Regions from separate parts of the Anas platyrhynchos genome. Here region 2 is linked to region 1. Evidence: chromatin contacts called from public Hi-C data. All regions are on one chromosome and are shown on one strand. Each heading gives the region's core, a stretch centred on a gene start, on an enhancer-like site or on the middle of the called end of the contact. The rest is flanking DNA. Distances are from core to core; before and after follow the strand shown.

Region 1 (3,635 bases), core at 617-3,116:
AGCAGCAGCCATTTGGTTGCTGTGCAGTTTGTGCTTTAAGCTAAATGTGTTCAGTTTTGATGTAAATCGGCCCGGGCAGTGGTCTCACTGCTGGGGTCTGCTCTGAGCAGGCTAGAGATGGTGATGGCCTCAGATACTCACCTGTTTTGAACTGATGCAAAATCAAAAATGCGGTGAGGTCTCACTGCTCTCAGTTTGCTTCAGCATTAGTAGGGCTCCCTGCTGAGGTAATTCCCCTGTCCCAAGCTTCTTTGAGGTGGGCTCTGCCGTGGCTCTGCCAGTTTTGGTTACCTGTCTTCTTCCTGATGATTTTCTTCTCCTGTGTACCGTTGTTGCCAACATCACCCAGCTGAAGCCTGCTTCCTTCCCCCAAGTAGGGTTCCTTTGCCTCCCCTCAGACTGTGCAGCTGTGTGAGTGGCTGTGAACGGAGACTTAAATAAGGCTGTTACCTAAGGAATATAATCTGTGTTTGAATTTGCACGTTTGTTTTAATTTCCATTTAGAAGCATGGACTGTGAAATATCTTGTCCGTGGTACCCTGCCATACAGCTCAGGCTGTGCTAGAGCTGCTCTTCCATGGCACACAATGCAGAAGGGTCAGAGGACCAGGCTGTCTGGCATCATTCACTGCATCAACTATTTTGCAGAAAGCATTATGTTCGTTGGAAGGTGAATAAGGTGCAGATTAGTCTGAAAAACATGCCTGTCTCTGTGCCTGGCAGAAGCAGCGGCTGAAGATGGTCTCTCTTTAAAACGTTCTGCTCAGCTCAAGCTCGTGTTGTGTTCAGCCGCTGTTTGGTATTTCAGCAGATGTCAGCAAGTTTTTTGGAAGTATAAACCGAGTTGCAGATGGTGAAGGTCAGGAGGTTAAAAAGTGCCTGTGCTATGTAAAGATTTACTTTTGAAAACAAATGTATTTGGTTGAAAATAATTATTTTCCAAATTCTGTATTCAAACAGATCAGAGGATGTTCTCGTGGCTGGCATGCCAGCCTGCTGACATCAGTGCCTTCCATTCAGGCGCCCCGTTCTGCTCGCAGCTAAACTGGCAGATAAATTCCTTCTCAGCGAGAGATCCTTGTAGTTAGCGGAATCCCAATGGCCAGCAGTGTATTTCATTATAAACCGTCATACATCGTGTTTCCCCATAACAGCTTCAAAGCATTGTTGTGCTGTGATTTTTTTCCTCCCCAAATATTAATATATAGCACATGAGCGAGTGGAGCAGGATGTCGCGTAGCACGTTAGAAAAGCTTAGAAGAACATTCAAGTTTGCTTGAAATAATTAGAGCAGCCAGGCAGGCCGAGCACGCGGCCGGGCTCCTTTGTGGGGCACGTGCAGGGCCCCAGGTCTGTGCGTGGGAAGAGGAGCAGTGCCTTGCAGGAGCCTGACACTGGTTCAAATCCAGCGAAGCTCTTTGCTTTCCTTCACTTAATACTTGCACCAACGGAGGATGCTTAATGCTAAGCGGTGTCTTGTTTTAGGTAGGGTCTGGTTTGCTGGGATTTATGGCGAGCTTTGAAAAAGGCTTTAAGGCCTTCCCCTTGCACTGCAGCTTGCCTAAATGCGTGTGGGTTTTTTCCCTTTTTTTCTTTTATTTTCTTTTCAACTTTGTTTATAATTAAAACAAGCTGGCAACGAAGCAGCTTAAGGAGGGCATTTCACTGACATTTTCTAACAGCTTGGTGGTGGCCGGTGGTGTGTGTGCAACGTGCTGGCACGCACCCGCAGATAGGTGTCTGGGATAGAAATCCCTGCTGCTGCCCAGGGGCCCAGGTGCTTCCTGAGGCGGAAGCAGTGCTTTGTTCTTGATTGCCTTCAGCTGGACTCTTACTCCCTGGATGTGTCCTCCCGTCCTTGCACGAGCCTGGGTGAACCTTCACCGGCTGCCGTGTCGTGTGCTGACGGGCTCCTGCTGCGCTGCTCGGGGAGGCGGCTCTTGGTCTGAAGCAACACCTCGGCCATTCTCTTTGATGCACATTAGTTTTCCTGTGGAAGAAGTGGTGAATAATGGCAGCAAGCTGATGCTCTCTGTTGCATTAACTGTTTATATGTCTCTCTAGCCTCCATCTTTTTTTTTTTCTTTTTTCTTTTTTTTCTCTTTTTTTCCAGCTCCAGCCCATTAAAATTCCCCTACACTTGCTTGACCTTGCTGCTACTTTCCAATGTTTGCATTCCTGAACACAAACCAACCAGCCCTGAGTTTTGAAACCTACTTTCACTTTGATTATAATATAAGCACAGAGTTTGAAGTCTAGACCCTTAAAGGTATCTAGAGTTTGTCAGAAAGCTGCAGTCTGTGCCATACCAATTCAGGTACTTTTAAGCCCCCAGAAAGCTGAGAATCTGTGGAGCCTGTGTAGCTTTTGGCTAACCTGTGAATAAAGGTGATGCTGCGTTACTGGTTCAGAACTCCAAGCTTTTGAACTAGTCCTTTCTTATTTTATTTTTATAACGGGCATAATGAAAGACTTCGCTGGGTGATTTGGGTTATGTTGCTGGAATTCTTTCCAGGAAATTGGTGGGTGTTTAAAGCTGCACAAAGCTGTTAGAGATATTCCACAGAGAGTAATGCTGCACTGACCGGGGAGTGAAATCTCTGGCCAAACAGGTCTCTTCTAATTTCTATGTTTTTTTAGTCACAGAACCCGAATTAAAAAGGGAGACCTGCTGATTTACAATATAGTGCCTTAGTTACCAAATAGATAAGCTATATCTCCAAATCCGGATGGTATTTCTGGTTCTTTGTAGAAAACCATAAAGAATTAAAATGATATCCTGAGCAGCTGCTAAATACATTACTAATTGCACTTTCAGAAAACTGTTTTAAAAATGTCTCTAGAGCAAACTGATCCTTCAGTGAGAAATGCGGAGCGGATTCTGAAATGTATTAACCCCATTCACTTCAGGCTTCTGTACTGGCAGGGAATTTAGCCCGCTGAGAAAATGGAAAGGGGAACAGTTGGTGAAAGTTAGGTTTGTAGGAGGAGATGGATTGTCTTATTTGTAACTTTTTTTTTTCCAGTGTACAGAGCCCCAAAAGCTATTCAACATTGCAAATGAACTGCTCCATACAGAAGAAGCATATGTGAAAAGACTCCATCTGTTGGACCAGGTAACTCGATTTTGAATGAACTGTGCCTTGTCTTCAGTTAAGCCTCTGACCTAAAGCTGGATAGTGTGAAAACATGACTTGGTGGTGGGAGATGGAGCTGGCTTGCCAGGGTGCATGCTGTGGGGCCCAGAGGGGAGCTTTTGGCCACTGGTTCTCTGAGCTGGAGCCCGAGGGTTAGGAAAAGAGGAATGGGAAAGCAGCGGCCCATGATACAGACATTATAAGCATTTGATTCCTCTCTGAGCATATGTGGAGAGGAAATCATAGGGACACTCAAGGCACCAAAAATGATGAAATCTCTGACTGCTCTGCAGAGGACAATAGACTAGACTAAAATCAGGCAACAAGGGTCAGCCCCATGCTCAGAGTGATTTTTGTTTTTCCCCATTGTGATTTGTAATTGTTTTCTGTCATGTTTACACACGAGGATAAAGTAAAGCTAGGATGATGAATCCAAACTTCTTCCCACGTAAAATGTTTTGGTGAGTCTACGCGGTTCAGGCATTTCTCTATTTATCT
Region 2 (3,365 bases), core at 827-3,326, 71 kb before region 1:
AATTAAATACTGCCCATGCCCAGACCATAAAAGTTGAGAGTACCTACAATAAAAAATGCTCTAATTGAAAGAAACAATGAAACCAAAATGTTGGATAGGATGGCGCAAGAAGCGGATGGAAATAAATCAATCATTTTATTAAAGAACAATGGTTATTTGTAATGGTGCTATACATAAATATATGCCTAAAATAAACACTTATTTGTCTTAGCTTTATGCATTATGGTAAGGACTTCATTTTGTTTAGAGCAAAGAACCTGGATAATTTCCAATAATTTTTAAGCCTGTTTTTGTTGCTGAGCATCAGTCCTATATGATAAGCATGTAACAATAACTGGTAAGCTGTGATCTGCTCTGATGAAAGTACTTCAGAGAGAAGCTGTCTCATTATTCTAAAGGACAGGACTAATTTCATATACAGGAAGGAGTTTAATCTCTGGAAGGGTTGGTTGTATGTTAAATTCCTATATTAATGCTTTGAGGCTGGTCTTGAAATACATCTTACAGATGTGATTTCAAAAGAAACATCAAGAAATCCAGGCTGGCTCCTTACTGATAAATTTCCTTCAGGCCTCCATAGTCTGGTTTAACTGGACCTTATTCATGGCTTTACTCCAGAACAGCTAGTCTTTTTGTTTGGGAATAATTAGTCCAAAGAAATCCATTTTATGAATTTCATTACAATAACGTTCTTCTGCTCCACCACAATATTAAAGTTACTCAAAACCGTATTTCCATGATGGGACCTACATCATGGCTAGTTAGTTGTCTCAGGGAAAAGATAAGGAGCAAAGATTGATTATTGGGTAATGAAAAATAGACTAAAGCCTAATATAGTTAATTTCTGAATTTACTGTTTTGCATTTTTTCCTAAGGGGAAATGCCTTTCGGAAGACAGTTTTCTCATTTTTGTTCTTTGGAGATAAATTGTTTGATATGTGTTTTTAAGCTTAATTTGGTTGTTTTACTTGGTATTATTCAGTCCTTGCAATGAGTGGTTGATGATCTTACCTCTCAGAAAGCTGTCCTTTAAACATGTACTTCATCTGAAGACAGTGTTTTAGCATGGCTGTAGCACACCCTCTGCAGAAGGGCCACTCTGACCACAAGAGCAATGCTTCATCAGCACAGCATTAATGCCCCATTGCCTGTGAAGGACAGCATCACCCTTCAGTTCCTGGCACATTCTTCTCCCTGACAAAGACACAGAGCAATGAGTCAGTCCTGGTCTGCCTTTTCAAGAAGCTCTGAAACGACATATGGTTTGGTGTGGCTTTCTGGGAGGTGAGCAGCATTTGGTTGTCTGAGGGGACTGCACAACAGGGCTCATATTCTCTTTGCTTTCCACTCAAGATGTAAGGGAAAGGGCAGCAGTTTGGAGAGCCATCCACGGCCCTGGGACAGATGCTTTCAGCTTGGCCCTGCTACATGCCCAATAGCCACCCTCAGCAGCTGCACAAAGAGCTTTTGGCACTGATGGCAACAGCTGGTGTGGGAGCTGGGAGCCTTGTGAAGCTGAGGAGCAGCTGAGGGAATTGGCGTTGTTTAGTCTGGAGGAGGCTCAGGGAGACCTTATTGCTCTCTACACCTGCCTGAAAGGAAGGTGTGGGGAGCTGGGGGTCGGCCTCTTCTCACAGATAACTAGTGATAGAACAAGGGGGAACGGCCTCAAGTTGCGCCAGGGGAGGTTGAGGTTGGAAATGAGGAGACATTTCTGCTCAGAAAGAGCAGTCAGGCATTGGGACGGGTTGCCCAGGGAGGTGGTGGCGTCCCGGTCCCTGGGGGTGTTCAAGGAAAGGTTGGACGTGGCGCTTGGGGACATGGTTCAGTGGGTGACACTGGTGGTAGGGGGTGGTTGGAACAGATGATCTTGGAGGGCTTTTCCAACTCAATGGTTCCGTCATCCAAACAACAGGGCGGCAGGGCTTCGCCCTGGGCCGCCTCAAGATGGATCAGACCCATCAAGCGGGGCAGCCCGCGGTCCCGGGCGGCAGCCGCGCCTCCGGGAGGCGGCCACGGCGCTGCTGAGGAGCCCGGAGCCCGGCAGCGCCGTCCCCCGGCCCCGGGGCGCTCCCTTCCCCTCCGCCGCCGCCGGCCGGGCCGCGAGGGACGGGACGGGGCGGGGAGGCGTGAGGGGGCTTCACCGCCCCGCCGCGGCCTGCGGGCACGAAGCGCCAGGCCGGCGGGGCGATCCCATCCCCTCCGCTCCCCTCCGCTCCCCGCCCCGCCCGGGCCGCGCCGTGCCGAGGCGGGCGGCGGGAGCCCCTCCCGCCTCCGCCGCCTTCAGGGGCGCCTCGTCCCGCTGGCGGCGCCTCACGGCGCGATGCAGCTGCAGTGGGAGGGAGAGGAAACCCACCCCCCTCGCCCGGCGGCCGCCTTTGTAACCGCGCAGCCCGGCCCGACTCGCAGCGGCTCGGCGAGCGCCGGAGCGCGGCGGCGGGAGCAGATGGAGCCGGAGGGTAAGGCTGCGACCCCGGGCCGGGCCGGGCCGGGCCCCCGCGGGGCTGCTCCGTGCGGGCTCCGCGCCGCGCCTGCTGAGTCCTCGGCGGGGCTCGGGCTGCCCGGGCCGGCGGGGAACTTCTTTCTCTCCCCTTCTGCCTCTCCGTTTCTCCCTCCTCCTCCTCCTGTGCCCGGCTCGCAGCCCTTCTCCGCGGGGCGAGACCCTGGCGGGAGGCCCCCGGCTCCAGCCCGGGCTCCGGCCGCGTTTTGGGGCGCCCCGGGGGCTGGCGGCAGGGCCCCGAGCCCCGTCCCGGGCTGACAATGCCCGGGGACCGCGGCTCTGCGGGAACGCGGTCCTGAGCTGCGCAAATGTATTTTTAGGTCTCCTAAAACCACATAAAACCCGTCCTGTTAAACACTTATTTTGGTAAGGCTATTATTAACGGCACAGATCAAATTTGTTTCCTGCCAATCCATATTTAGGCACTCGTGAAATGCCAAGTTTTTTCTCCGCTCTCTCCTTTTTAAATACCTTTTGGAGCTGTTAGTAGTTATAATGTAAACCATTTCTAGTTGCAAATTGGAAACCTCTGAGCCATAATGGTCTGTTGCATTTAGCTGGCTGGCTCTTGTAAGCTCTACATTCTCATGCAAAAAAAAAAAAAAAAAAAAAAGCCTAAAAAACTTACGAGATTCATGTTTTAAAAATTGGCTGCATACATACATCGTAGCTGTTTTTTAAACCTCAGTACCTAAGTCACATTTTCCATTCCAAGCATTGAGAGTGGTTAAACTGTGTTAAAGGGATAGCTCTACCTTGGTTCCTGTGCGAGCTTTGGGGAATTTTAGCACAAAGGAAAATGGCTCTACAATGTAACAGAACTGGGGGCTAGCGCTTCTTGCAGTGCCTGAAACACAGCAGCACC

The links. A called contact is a pair of places that touch in the nucleus more often than the background predicts.
Region 2: a contact with region 1 is called in a Hi-C map of F1 follicle, with 2.3 times the contacts expected there. The contact joins the promoter of FGD3 here to the enhancer-like site in region 1. A contact is called at or near these places in 3 of 8 Hi-C or Micro-C datasets (F1 follicle, liver and skeletal muscle).

The regions. Positions count from the first base shown.
Region 1 is chr13:20,208,907-20,212,541 of IASCAAS_PekinDuck_T2T, reverse strand. FGD3 (FYVE, RhoGEF and PH domain containing 3) reads left to right here. Exons shown (of 19, transcript XM_027467624.3): 5 at 3,027-3,116. Among named protein-coding and RNA genes, the nearest start is that of SUSD3, 42 kb to the right of the region's middle. Within about 2 kb of position 1,866, at least 4 of the 8 cell types and tissues checked have an H3K27ac peak or open chromatin away from gene starts, as enhancers often do. A contact at or near this core is called in F1 follicle, where this site is marked.
Region 2 is chr13:20,280,419-20,283,783 of IASCAAS_PekinDuck_T2T, reverse strand. FGD3 (FYVE, RhoGEF and PH domain containing 3) reads left to right here and starts at 2,076. Exons shown (of 19, transcript XM_027467624.3): 1 at 2,076-2,459. The coding sequence starts at 2,324.